Linked DNA regions of Drosophila melanogaster: region 2 is linked to region 1. The links are chromatin contacts, called in public HiChIP or PLAC-seq maps. All regions are on one chromosome and are shown on one strand. The core of a region is the stretch at or near the end of the contact, and the rest is flanking DNA. Distances in the headings are between cores, read along the strand shown. Region 1 holds the start of Ak3 (Adenylate kinase 3). Region 2 holds the start of Ugt35A1 (UDP-glycosyltransferase family 35 member A1).

The links. HiChIP or PLAC-seq counts read pairs in DNA pulled down with a chosen protein or histone mark.
Region 2: an H3K27ac HiChIP or PLAC-seq map of the Kc167 cell line shows a contact between it and region 1, with 9 times the contacts expected there. The contact joins the promoter of Ugt35A1 here to the promoter of Ak3 in region 1. A contact is called at or near these places in 6 of 107 Hi-C or Micro-C datasets (the Kc167 cell line, the S2 cell line and the Sg4 cell line) and 1 of 6 datasets of contacts at active chromatin or transcription factors (the Kc167 cell line).

Annotation. Positions count from the first base shown.
Region 1 is chr3R:10,885,864-10,892,609 of dm6, forward strand. It overlaps Ak3 (Adenylate kinase 3), which reads right to left and starts at 3,725. Exons shown (of 2, transcript NM_001300350.1): 1 at 3,210-3,725; 2 at 1,482-2,480. The coding sequence starts at 2,447. The coding sequence ends at 1,797. Leash (leash) reads left to right here. Exons shown (of 3, transcript NM_141780.4): 1 at 1-224. The coding sequence starts at 110. CG6621 reads right to left here. Exons shown (of 8, transcript NM_141779.3): 3 at 6,500-6,711; 4 at 6,222-6,440; 5 at 5,651-6,117; 6 at 5,231-5,528; 7 at 5,137-5,148; 8 at 3,905-4,982. The coding sequence ends at 4,052.
Region 2 is chr3R:11,169,348-11,176,093 of dm6, forward strand. It overlaps Ugt35A1 (UDP-glycosyltransferase family 35 member A1), which reads right to left and starts at 3,317. Exons shown (of 2, transcript NM_079590.3): 1 at 3,004-3,317; 2 at 1,470-2,936. The coding sequence starts at 3,277. The coding sequence ends at 1,597. It overlaps Ugt304A1 (UDP-glycosyltransferase family 304 member A1), which reads right to left and starts at 6,061. Exons shown (of 2, transcript NM_144362.2): 1 at 5,793-6,061; 2 at 4,094-5,561. The coding sequence starts at 6,048. The coding sequence ends at 4,228. It overlaps Ugt35B1 (UDP-glycosyltransferase family 35 member B1), which reads right to left and starts at 899. Exons shown (of 2, transcript NM_079589.3): 1 at 626-899; 2 at 1-553. The coding sequence starts at 863. Ugt303A1 (UDP-glycosyltransferase family 303 member A1) reads left to right here and starts at 6,182. Exons shown (of 2, transcript NM_001275541.1): 1 at 6,182-6,486. The coding sequence starts at 6,225.

The DNA.
Region 1 (6,746 bases), core at 2,475-4,974:
ATCCATGTACGTTTGTATGTGGCGGCATTTTGATGACGAAATTATTTTTGGATAAGTGCGTGAGGAAAGTGGCCAAACCGGAGGAGTCATCACCATCAACGCCAGCGGAATGGAAAGCGAGCGGCTGCGAATCACGCTGGACAGCGCGGATCGGGTTTACTTTGCGGGCGACATAATTCGCGGCGAGATCTGGATGAACGTCAACAAGCGCACCAAAATACGCGGTAAGTGCCAGTCGAGCATAACTTGCCGCTTCCTGGAATGCACATCTCAAAGCTCGGCTTGCATCATCCATGACTCAGCTGTAGACACGCAGAGAAAGTGTTTCAAAACCCTACATTTAACGTTAGGCTCTTAGTTTATGATTCTGGGTATTGTTTACATGTGTACATATAGATCGTATTACCGAAAAGATTTAGCTTAGATATAGTAATCTAATATTAACAAAGATGGTTTTCTGCACAACCCATCATGTACTCCACAAATAGAAATGTGCTTTTTTCTGTTTTGTCAGCGGTTTGCAATCCATTGTCCGCCCGATGGTCAGCTGGACTTTCGTTGCGGCCCCATTCGCATAAACAAAGAACTCCATCAGTTAACAAAGCACAGCGGCCATTTTATGGGGCTTCCTCCCCCTCCGCTTCACCGCAATTTCGAGATTCTTGCTCGCAAATTCCTCTAATTGCCTTCGGCGCTCGCCTTTCATTCATCGATAAGCTTTCAATTGCCGCCCGTTGCAATTGCAATTGAATTTCTTTTCGTTCTTCACGATTCTTGAGTACTGGCATTTGTTTCAGGAAATGCCAACCCAAACGCATCGCGCGAGAGGGGAGTGTAGACGGTGGGGGCATGTGCGAAGAGAGGCACACTCAGTTGGCGTGCCGAAAAAGCCGTAATATTGGGCCAAGCGCAAGTCGGGTCTAAATGAGAGAGAGGTGAGAGGGCGCTCGCAGCACAGTGGTGGCCACAAAGGGGTTTATATAGGTTTTTTTTTTTAATTATCCAGAAATAAGATTCCCAGTAATGGTATATTCCGAAGTATAGTGTTTAAAAGGCAAACAGCTATCTCCATTTTATTATGAAGTATACCTTTAAAACAATAAGTGGTTTATTGAATTTTTTATAAATGACTTAAAGAATTTTAAATCTGACATAATTGGGCGCCCTTGACTGTACAAGCGCCTCTCTGTTGTGATTTGCCACTATACAGGTGTGCGTGAGAACAGCAGCTGGTCCGTGCATGTGTGAGTAAGAGAGCGCGAGACTAAACGGGAGCGCCACACTATCCCATATTTTTTAGAAATTAATGCGCTACGCGATAAAATGAAGGGCATTTGGGTGTCATGAGGTGAAGCTAAAAGTGTTGGCTTCACGCATGGGGCCAAGGGTTTGTGGACATTGCCTAAAAATAGATCGACGGCTGTCCGTTAACTGCCCAAAAGTCAAAGTCGGCTGTTATCAGCGCATATATATATATATTTATATATATAAAAAACGCGATTTATTATCAGAGCACAGAATACGAGTACAAAAATATGTTTATACAAAAAAGGGGGGAGCTGCAAGACATGCTCATGAGGGGAATGATATCTGTGGAAGAAGGAATACATGACAGCTGCTACTGTGTAAGGCTTCGCAATTACATTAATTATACGCCTGTTCCTCTTAACCGGCCCACAAACATACATATTTCATACGTATTCATTTATATATATCTAAATATATTATGCACTTAATTGAACACAGCAGTTTATCGTTAGTTTGTGCACATTGGATGTAATTTCGGGGTTGCTCCATTACGCATTTATGCGGTCGTTGAGGAAAAGCTCCATCATCGGCCAGATCTCCTTTGTCTGTTTTCCCTTGAAAGTGGCAACCAGACCCTTCTTTTCGTACCAGGCTATTACCGGGCTCATCACCTCATCGTAGAGCTCCAGTCGCTTGGCCACCACATGGGGTTTATCATCTTCGCGTTGCATCAGCGGCTCCCCCGTCACATCATCTTTGCCAGGCACTTTGGGATTCTTGAAGCCAATATTGTACACCCTGCCGGAGGGCGCATGGATCCAGCGATTCTTGACCCGGTCGATAATCACACTATGTGGAACGTCCAGCGTGATCACGGCATCGATTTGCTCGCGTGCAGCCAGTGCCTCGGCCTGGGCTATATTGCGCGGGAATCCGTCTAGGATGTACGACCTGTTGCCTACCTCGGTTATCCGGGCCAGCATCGTCTTGGTCACAATCGCGTCGGGCACCAGTTTACCTTCAGCAATGTACTGCTTGGCCTTTTTTCCAAGTTCTGTGTTTTTTATGATGTTCTGGCGCAGAATGTCCCCCGTGGAGATGTGCACACATCCATGGTTCTTGCAGATCAATTCCGAAATAGTTCCTTTGCCCGAGCCGGGGGCTCCGATTATCACAGCGCGAAAGATTTTCGTAAACATGTCTAAGCTCTAGTTCTTCAACCTCTCCTTGAGCTGCAAGACAAAAAATTGAATTGATACATGGTTAAATTTAATATGATATGATAAAAAAATTCGGTTTATCTATTTAATATAGGATCTGTTTTTATATTTTGATTTAGGGTCAATAACATATAATCTTGGCAGTAAAACCAAAATTATTTCAGTTGACCATACTCGACTACTTTTATGGGCGATAAGACTATCAAGCACGCCACAATTGTTTGATACAGAGGTGATGAAGGTCATAGTTTTCGCTAAAGCTTATGTGTTTTATGTGTGACTAATCACGGGAATCCAACCAATGATTCCATTCAATTTGTGAGCGAACACGGCAATAAAGAGTGGGTAAATATAACACTAAATCACTTGTCAGCTTTTGTGCTCGTGAACCAACATGCCGCTTGGTAACAAGTGTAGCGCAAACACTTAAAAGAGCGCCACCAGCAAAAACAACAAACAGAAGAGACAAGCGTGGCTTTTCAGCCTTATGTTCTTTGTCTTCATGTATAACCAGATATTGTTGTCGCCCCGCTTATCGTCCAAAGTCCGCACGGAAAATTATAGAGAATATATGTAGACATGTATATATGTACGTGTTTAGTGTTAATGTCGCGCGTGTTGTGTTGTTTTTCTGCAATTCTGCATTTCTGCACTGCACGCGGCCTTGCACTTTTACTGGCTTTCATAGTTATATAAATTAGCAGCTGGTAAAAACCACCTCCTTTCACACTTACACGGCACCTTGGTTTTTGGGAAAAATTTCGGGTGTCCGCCGACGTATCTCGGTAGCAATTCTCGTTCGCGTACTAATTTGTGCGATAACTTGTCGCCGTAAGTATTCTAATTTCGTGTCCGCAGCTGCGGCGTCCGAAGTTTGTTTTTTCTTTTTTTTTGTTTGTTCCGCTTCTGCCGGCTGGCGAATATCAAATGAAACAAGTCGTTATCTTTCGTGTTTGCTTGGTGCTTGTTGTTTAGCTTCCAGACTTGTCTCTCTCGCTTTAGCTCTCTCTTAGGAGCCCCAACTAACACTAACAGCCGGGTGTTCGTCCCCTCTTTAACCACTTTTTCTCTTACTCTCCGTCTCTCACTGCGAAAGTGCAGCGTGAAGTGTTGATAAGGGGCACGGCGGGGGATACACTCTCCGGGATATTGCGCTCTCTATTGGGGCTCTCTTACACTCTCACTACGCGTTGGACTTTCAGTTCATTCCATGTGCAAAATCAGAATCTGATATCTGAAATACAAAAATGACAAACTATTGTGTTTAGTTTTGAAGTACTTATCCTAACATTGATTAATTTTGCATAGATATGCGATTCATATACTTACATTTTTATATGTTTGTACGCTATATTCAAATTTTAAATACCGACAATTTCCTGATTTTACTTTACGCTACGTGTTGTCTGAAAAGAACCAATAATCGATTGATTGTTATAGTTTGTAATAAATTCGCTTCGCAAGCTTCTTTATTTAGTGACCAATGAACAATTCCCAAAGGGAGCGTTTTACAAATTTGAATATCAAATCAAATGTACCCTATCAGCTAAAAGGAAACTTAAGACTCGTAGGCGAGGCCCTGTTTACGCCCTTTCTTCTCGTCCAGATCTATCATCAGCAACACCCTTTTTCGGCGGAGTAGCTGCCCTTTCATCTTTGCCATTTGGCTCCACGGTGCGTGATACACTGCGTTTATGGGGATTGTGCCAGGAGTACCTGCTTCGATTCACGGAGCCACGATCCCTCGGCATGTAGCGAGACTGAAAGCGTCGAGGACTCCGACTGCGTGAGCGGGAGCGACTGCGGGATCGGCTGCGTCGATAGCGGGATGCCGGCGATGGTGTGCGACGGGGCACAAATGGTGAAGGCGATCGGCGTTTCAAAATGGGCGATGGAGAACGCCGACGATGAAAGGAGCGCGAACGCCGAGTTCGGCGATTACGGTAGCGTCCAATCACAAAGCGATTTCCGTAACTGCGTGGCGAGGGGCTGCGCGAACGGGAGTAGGTACGTCGGCGACGCGACCGTGATCGGCTAATCGATCTGGACCTCGAGCCAGAACGCCGGCTCCTGAGCGACGAACGCGTGCTCCTTCCAAGCCGACGATTACGTGAGCGACTTCGCGAGCGGCTTCTACTCCTACTCCGGCTGCGGGAGCTGCTGCTCCGTCCTCCCTTGAGTGGCTCCGCTGGCGCTGCTAGACGCAGCATTCCCAGCTTGTCCATCTGCAGCGGTCGTTTCTTAATCTGAAAGGAGAGCTTGGGTGCCGGCTCCGGATGTTTCTTTTGCCCCAGAAACTTGGGCGCTGGTGGTGGCTGGGCGCCTCCAAAGCCAACAACGGAGGCCGCATGACGCGATGTGCTGGGTCCCACATTGTCAAAGCTTGACTTTCTAGATGAGACTGCTGTTTTTTTCATTGGTGGCGGGGGAGGTGGTGACTCTTTTCCTCCTTCTTTTAGATAGCTCTTGATCTTGGCCTTGCGTTCCTCATCGCTCCTGGTGCTGTTCATGAGCCTAAAAGAAACACAAACTGTGGCATTAACTGCGTATTGTAAAATATTCAACAGCATTGACAACAAAACCGCATTGTTCATCCCAGATTTGAAGGAACATCGTTTAGGATGCAATTGCAGTTCGGAAGTCAAGCTAAATAATTCCTGGTACATACTTGTTGTCTTGTCTATCCCAGTTGGTTAGGCAGGGAGAATCTCAAGAAAATGTATACTTATTGTGCAATAAGCCTCTTTAGCTGCAAAACTCACCTGAGGGCCTCCTGGAAGTCGATCTTCTTAAGCAATTCAATGGGATCCTCCGTTTCGGACTTGGTCCTGGACCTCCTTCGCTCCTTCTTGTCCTTTTTCTTCTTTCCCTTCTTCTTGGCCTTCTTGTGTTTGCTCGCCTCGCGCAAAAGCTTCCGCACACTCGACACGGTCTCGTCGTCGTCCAAACGGAACTCATTGGCCTTATGGGCATCAATGACGGCCAACTTTTCATCTCCCGATTGCTTTAGCTTGTGTTGGGCATAAAAGGGCTGACTAATGTTTGACTTGGGCTTACCAGCTAAAATTGGAAATGAGTTATCGGTTTGAATAGTGTTCATGAGGGAATAATAAACGGTGGATCAGTGCTTAGCTAGCTAGCTAGCAAAGCCCCCATGCACTGACCCCACCACATGTACTCACCCGAATCTTCGCATTCACTATCACTGGCACTCGATGAGGAGGACTCGTCCGAGGACTGGCCACCGGTCATGTTCGACGGCTCAGTGCTTATTCTACGCTTACCGTCTCCACTTCGATGCAGTGCGTCCAGGGACTGGCGTGCTTCTTCGTGCAGCGGCAACAGATTTAGGCAATCGCTATAGGCCTTGACGGCTTCGGCTATGCGATTCTCCTCTTCGTAGCTGCGACCCAGAGCCACCAGCGTTTCGCCCATGTATTTGCGCGCGTTCACGTGATACTTGTTCAGGTGCAGAGCCTTCTCAAAGTCCTGCAGCCCTTTAAGAAAGCTGCCGCGATTCGCGTAGAGGGCACCGCGGGCCACCAGCGCCTCAACATTGCGCGGATCAATGTTTAAGGCCTTGTTCAGGCACTGAAAGGCCTCGACCTGTTGGCCGTTCTTAAAGTGTTCGATGCCATCAGCCACGGAGCTGATCAGCGGCCAATCAATGAAGTTGGGTGTTGGGTGCGATAGGGTGTGCGAATGATGGAATGACAAACACTCTCAAGGCTTAAGGTCAGTATATAGACTTACCGGAAGGCCCACTGGGAGGCCTGCTTCTGTCGCAACTCCGCGGCGTTCTCCTCCTCCGGGAATCCCGCCCTTAAATATGACATCAGTGACAGATTCTCGTTTGGCTGCAGTCCGTTCATTTGGAACAGCAAATCGTAGTTGGGATTTTCAAACTCTAAGGCTTTGTTTAGCTCATCCTCGTAGTGAGACGCAGATGGATGATCCAGGTTATGTATTTTACTACAGAAGAAGCATTCGTTAAACACGATTGAAAATATGCCTTAAAAACGATGCTTTACCTATAATACTTGGGCAACTCCTTAAAGTCGCAGAGACCAAACTTTAAATCCGGCACCTTATTGAACATGCCGATCATGTTCAGAGAGAGCCGCTCGGTATCCGCGGATATGTTGTTTATCTCACAGCGCAAGATGTCATTCTGGACAAAGCTGCGCGGATTGCCCTGCTTGTCCAGGGGCAAGGGACCCCAGAAGTCCTGCAGGATCACGGCCTACGACGTAGAATAGATATGATTAGTATGCGAAA
Region 2 (6,746 bases), core at 2,067-4,566, 280 kb after region 1:
CCTCCAACCTCGATCATGTTCGGAACGTACGGACGCGGGAAGCTCAACGAAAAGTGCTGATTCAGCAATACTAGCGAGAAGTTTCTATTCAAATCGGTGAGTTGAACCCTTTTCGAGGCCTCGGGAAAGTATTTCGCATACATTTTCTCCTGCTCTGACATATGAACAAATCTGTAGTTAAGCCAGGCAACCGTAGTATCCACAAAGTTGGACAGACGCTCCAAGAAAGTCATTCGATCCGTAAGACCCCCCGTTGCTAGCGGAGTATACGATAGAGGAGATTCATTGCCCACTAGCGCATCAATATTCCAATCAGTTCCAAAGGTGGATATGCCAATTATAGGTGCATTGAAGTGGGCCGCGAATCCATAGTAGGCATCCGAGCGTAGAGCCTCTACAATTATAAGATCGAAATGATCCTTTCCCGGTGGCAAAAGGGTTTCTGTAACCTCTTTGTTGGTAAGAACACAGCGTGTAACGCTTACAAAGAATTTATTGATGAAGTTGTTCTCTTGCCACAAATTCATTGGTCCGCTCAGTTCGTTTATCAATTCTTAAAGATTGTTACAAAATTGTGTAACTGAAAATGTGTTACATACAAGTATGTTTTTATCATCTATCTTACCCTTATAATTGTTAAATACATCTGGGATAAACACATCTCTGAAGTTAACCACTGGTTTCTTTTGCGGAAACGCATTAACCGAGGTCACCTGGTGACCCCGATTAGCCAGTTCCTTTAAATAAGGTACCACATTAATATACTGTGATGGCCCCGGAAACGGAAATATAGCCAATATCCTGGCAGCTTGCATAGAAGCTGGCAGAGTTAGTAACAAAAAACCTATCCGTAGAGCGAGCATCTCAAAAATCGTCTGCACTTCGCGATCTCACTTTGTAAACTGAATCGGCAAACGCATCACAACATAGTTCTAAGCTGTTAGATAACACTGCATGCCACTGACATGCAATAGTAATTCTCGACAGATGAGATTACGTAAATTTCGTAGGCGATCCACATCTCACCGTCGCACCCCATCACAATTTGTTTCCCTGTCTTATCCCCTTTAATCCCCTAAACAAACACACCGCTCTTCTGAATTAACAATTGTGTGCACTCGAAGAAAAAAAAGGGTTAGTTTACAATTCAAGTGAAAAAATTCAAAAAATAGGTTCTTACTTTAGCTTAAAACCTCGATTCTTCTTTAAGGGTATGCATATCAAATTAAAAATTAAATTTTCTATGCCTTACATAGCTTTTAAAGTAGTCAGTTAATAATAGAGCTTTAAGCTACGGTTAAGTAGAGGCCAAGGTTCATGCGTGCACTATATGATTATAATGACAGCACTTGACGTATTAGCAGTAGTTTCTTTTGAATGAATTTAAATAATTAGTCGCCCCAATGAGCATTTTTTTTTGCTATGATGTCTAAATAGCTAATATGAAAACAATTTAATATTTTTTTTTTCATTTATTTATTTAAAAATTAATTCACAGGTGCTGGTAACAAAACAAAAATGCAAATGTTTACTGCTCTAAGAGGAAACATAAGTCGGTGGCGGCATGAACTCAAACAGTTAATCGACTTTAATTGATTACTGGGTCTTCAATTTACTCGCCTCCGCACGATTTTTTCGGATTTTACTTATAAGCGAAACGAAGACCCTTTGTAAGCATTTAATCAAAATAACGACGATCAGTAGGGAGACAAAAGTGATTGCGATGAGGAGCCCCCAGGTGTCCAGTCCGTGGAACTGAATAAAATCCAGATCACGCGAAGCACATCTCAAGTGTTTGGCTCCCTTATGCCGCAATACGTACTCGGTCCACCAAATGGCGCGCTCCAAAGCGGTTTCCTTCTGATCTCGGAATAATTTGGATTTAGTCTGAGCTGCTGCCGCATAACTGGGATTACTCAGCAATTCCTGGATCAAAGGCGTCAGTTCTGTCGCATTGACACTCCATATATCAGCACTGAGACCATAGCCTACCTGCTTGGCCCTCTGAACATTCAAGTGCTGATCATAGAAAATGGGCAATCCAAGTATGGGCTTTCCAAAGTATATACTCTCGATGGTGCTCAATAGACCTCCGTGGGTGATGAAGAGCTTAACATTCGGATGAGCGAGAATATCGGGTTGGGGGAACCACTTGCTGATGAAGACATTATCGGGTTTTTCGGGCAACTGATCATCCTCGAATTTCCACAGCACACGTTGTGGCACACTGGCAAAGGTTTGCATTAGCATTTTTCGTGTGGATGGCGGCAAGTCTTTGCTTTTGATATTGGAACCCATGGAGAAATAGATTACTCCCTTCTCCGATTGCTCGACAAATTCCGACAGTTCCTTTGCTAAGGGCTGAACCTTTCGCTTCTGTTGTAAATGCAGTCCGCCCACCTCGATCATATTGGGCAAATAGGGGCGTGGATAGCTCAGGGAAAAGTGCTGGCCGAGAAGCATTAGCGCAAAGCTGTCCAAAACTTCATCCAATGATTTCCTGGCCGTGGGAAAGTATTTCGCATACAGATCCCGTTGAGACGGCAGGTGGACAATCCTCTTGTGCAGCCACATTACCGAGGCTTCAAACACATTCATCACACGATCCTTGAAATCCATTTGCTCCGTTCGCGATGAGAGTAGCAAGGGATTGTAGGACAATGGCGATATGTTGCCCATTAACTCATCGATGTGTGTATCTGTGCCGTACGATGAGATACCTATGGTTTCTGCTCCAAAATGCTGGATCAAACCGAAGAGGGCTTCGGTTTGCACCGCTTCCATTATAACCAAATCGAATTTCTCGCCGCTGTTCAGTAAATCCTTTACAGCCGCATCATCCAGGATACTTGTGGTCAAAAGATTGAGAAACTGTGTGGTCATAGTCAACATTTGCCATTGACTCGCCGTTTGGGTGTAATCTGCATTTCCAAATGCTACAATAAATGTGAATTTTAATAGATAACTTGAAGAAATACCTGACAACTGCTTGAGTTTACTTACCCGCCATTATTTCGTGAATTTTTTTAGCACCAATCACCCGAAAGTTGGGCTCGTTTTTATCGCTACCAAAGGTATTGATTACGGTGACATTGTGACCCCGATGGGCCAGTTCCTTCATAAACTGCTCAGCGAAAATGTACTGCGATCGGCCGGGAAAAGGAAACACGGCCAATATGCGCGAACTTTGAACCCCTTCATCGGCATTTGCGGCGAACAGCCATATCAGGCCAATTAGCAGAATGCCAAGACCAGTTACAGAAAATATTCCACCCATTTGCAAGGCAACCGCAGCGATTCGCTGACGAACGACAACTAATCTAACATAAGAACTTTTTCATATATAATTATCGGGGAATGACGATTAGAAGAATCGCCCAAAATTTACTCATTGCCCACACAAAGCAAGTTCAACGAAGCGAAACAGTGGCCTATTAATTTCAAACCAAAACAAATTCACAGTTCGCTCTCTTTGTATGTTTTAATTTATGCACTTATATATATATATATATATATATATATATATATATATATATATTTGTATATATATACATTTTTGGCGTCACCGGCTTGACTCAAACAACTTTGTTGATTGTTTACACACAATACTCAGATGTTATGTAACTAATAGGAGAAACAAATAGCACTCTTTTTTCAATCTGGTTCTCTTAAGTTCTCTTAAGCGCTCTATCGACTTTTGGTTCTCAAACTCTCCAGTTGATTTTGAGTAACTTGTTGGTAAACAAAATGTCTTGCGCTCAGAGAACTTGCAAAATGTTTATAATCGTTTAGTAGATTCTTTATCTATTCAAACATTTTTAGTAATTCAGTTTTGGCTTTGGCTGATAAATTTTAATAAAATTCTCTTTACATATATGTTGAAAATTGAATGAAAATATAGAAATATATTGCTGTCTAATTGTACAGAACGTCACAGACGTGCACTAAATGGTTCCATAAAATGAGTCTAATACTTAGAAATAATCGTAAATTAGGGGCTATTAAGATTAGATAAAGCTACCTACCAATAGCGCTTATCATTCATTGTCCCTCCTGTAATCAGGCTAAAAAACAGTCATAAAATAATTACAATCCAGTTGAAAATATTTATTGTATTTATTCGTATTTTCTAAAATATTAATTTGTATTCACATTTTAATTTGTTATTTTTACAGCTACGATTTTATTAATAAATCGTATACATGATTAATAAACGTATATCTAAAATTAACTTCTAATTAGATGTTTCGTAGGTAGAAATGACTTTGCAGATGTTGACAAATGATTTAGCCATCTTCTGCTTTTTGAGAGGACCAGAAAAACTAAAGCCACCACCAAGGATAGCCGCGATCCGACCATTATGAAATTGTCCAGGGAATAGTAATCGAACAACTTTAACTGGGACTGAGATATTTTCATGTGATCTGCACCCTTGTAGCGTATTATGTACTCCGTCCAATAAATGGCCGCATCCAAAGGATGAATGGGCTGATCCCTAAATCTTTGGGAAATAGCCAAGGCACTCTCTCGATATTCCGGCTCATTTATCATGCTGTGTATAGCATCCTTCAACTCTTTTACTGTCAAGCTATTGATGTTCAACTCCAGAGCTACTCCCTCCTCCTTCATGATTTCCAAATTCCTGAATTGATCGAAAAACGATGGAAGGCCCAATACTGGCTTCGCATAGTAGGCAGCTTCTATAACGCTCATCATTCCGCAATGGCTTATAAAGAGCTTTACGTTTGGATGAGCCAAAATTGCTTGCTGTGGCAAAAGTTTGGAGTGGTAGATATCAGTGCCCAGACTCATCGTAGATTCACCATCGAACTTCCAAATCACACGCTGTGGAACCGATTTGAAAGTCTCCACCAGAATTTCCTGCGTTTTCCTTGGCAAATCTTTACTGTCCTGTTCCAGACCCAGAGAAAACAAGATCACTCCATGTTCTGCTTCATCGATGAACACTTGCAGATCGCTCGGCAGCTGTGGATCCTCTTTGGGAATGTGTAGACCAGCTACTTCAACCATTCCCGGCACATTGGGTCTGGCCCGAAACAGGCTAAAGTGTTGATTGAGCAGCATCAATGCAAAGTCTTGCCGGATCTCATGGAAGCTCTTCTCCAGATGGCCAAAGAAGTGGTCGTGGATAAGGCGCTGTTTTGGTAAAAATACCAAGTTGATCAGCAGCCACTCTTCGGTTGTGTATAACCAATTGTAGATGCGATCCCAAACGTTTTTCACATACTTTGCACGAAATGGCATTATGGGCTCTGTCAAAGTGGATGTTGAAAAACCCACCAGGTTATTTATATTCCAATCTGCTACGCAGGTGCAAATTCCGATCAGTTGGGCGCTGAAATGGGCTGCCATGCCATAGAGCACGTCACTATATCCAGCTTCCAGGACCACCGCGTCAAATGTTATTCTTGACTTCATTAATGCTCGAACTTCCACATTATTGAGGACATTAAGCGTAGCATTTGCCATAAGACTCGACATAGAACTAATTTCCTCCCACTTATTGTTCGCTGAAGCGATTCCAACGGATTCCTCAAACTCTGCAGTAAATATGAGACAAAAGCATATATATTAGAGATTTCTGTTCTTTAATCTAAAGAATCTAAGAATCTAATCTAAAAGAAACTACACTTCGCTTGATTGATTCTTATTTTGGCAGTTGATAAAATTGCAATTAGAATAAATTTACACTCTTGCGTCTGACATAAGTACATACACACTACCTTATCTGAGATAATGATTCAATGGGCAATTAAGATTTTGATACTTACCTAAAAAAACATTATTATTATACCATATTCGTATAAAGGTGACATCCTCAATTTTGTGCATGCAGTGCTTGTATGCATGTATCACCGTCAGCTGGTGACCCCGATCTTTTAGAGCCTGGATATAGGGTGTCACAAGCATGCATTGCGAGTGGGATTCAAAGGGGGCGATGACGAGGATGCGGGAACTACGTATCCAACATATCGAGTTCGAAATCAGCCAGAACATCGGGAGAAGCCATCGCCCCGGAGGAAACATATCGATTGAGCGACCGCTTTCAAACTGACTGACTGAAGAGATTTCCAGCCGATTTCTTGTGCATTTTCGCTCATTGTATTTGTTCGCTGATTAGATTACACCGAAGAGAATTTATTTTGACCAAAACCAAAATAGTATCATTTCGTCTATCGGCATGTGCGGTCGAATTACGTGAAATGTTCAGCGGCCCGGGTATTGCTGGTCTACTGCTCACGGTTTTGCTTTTTGGCCTTTTGTGTCCGAAACTGACCAATGCGGAAAATATCTTGGCCGTATTCTCGTACACCTTTGGCTCGTCCTACTTGCTGATTACTCCGTTCTTAAGGAATCTTGTCCAGCGGGGCCACCAGCTAACTTTGATATCGGCCGTAACGATTATGCCCCACATAGAGGGTGTCCATCACATTCGAGTGCCCAAATTGGATATGCTGATGAAAAGTAATGAACCTCAACGCTTCTATATAGCTCTATACCTATAAATATGTAGAACCGAACAAAAGTGCCCTACTGAATTATTGAAAATAATCTACGCTTATCAAAACGGCACCAGAGAATTGTTATCGCAATGGTTTGAATAATCAACCCAATCATTTTACACTTTTTGCTTGCCATTACCAAATATAAAATTTGTTAGCCTAGTTCAGCCTAATTAAGTTTGAAAAACGAGGTAAGGTAATTTAATTTAGGTCCACTGCGGC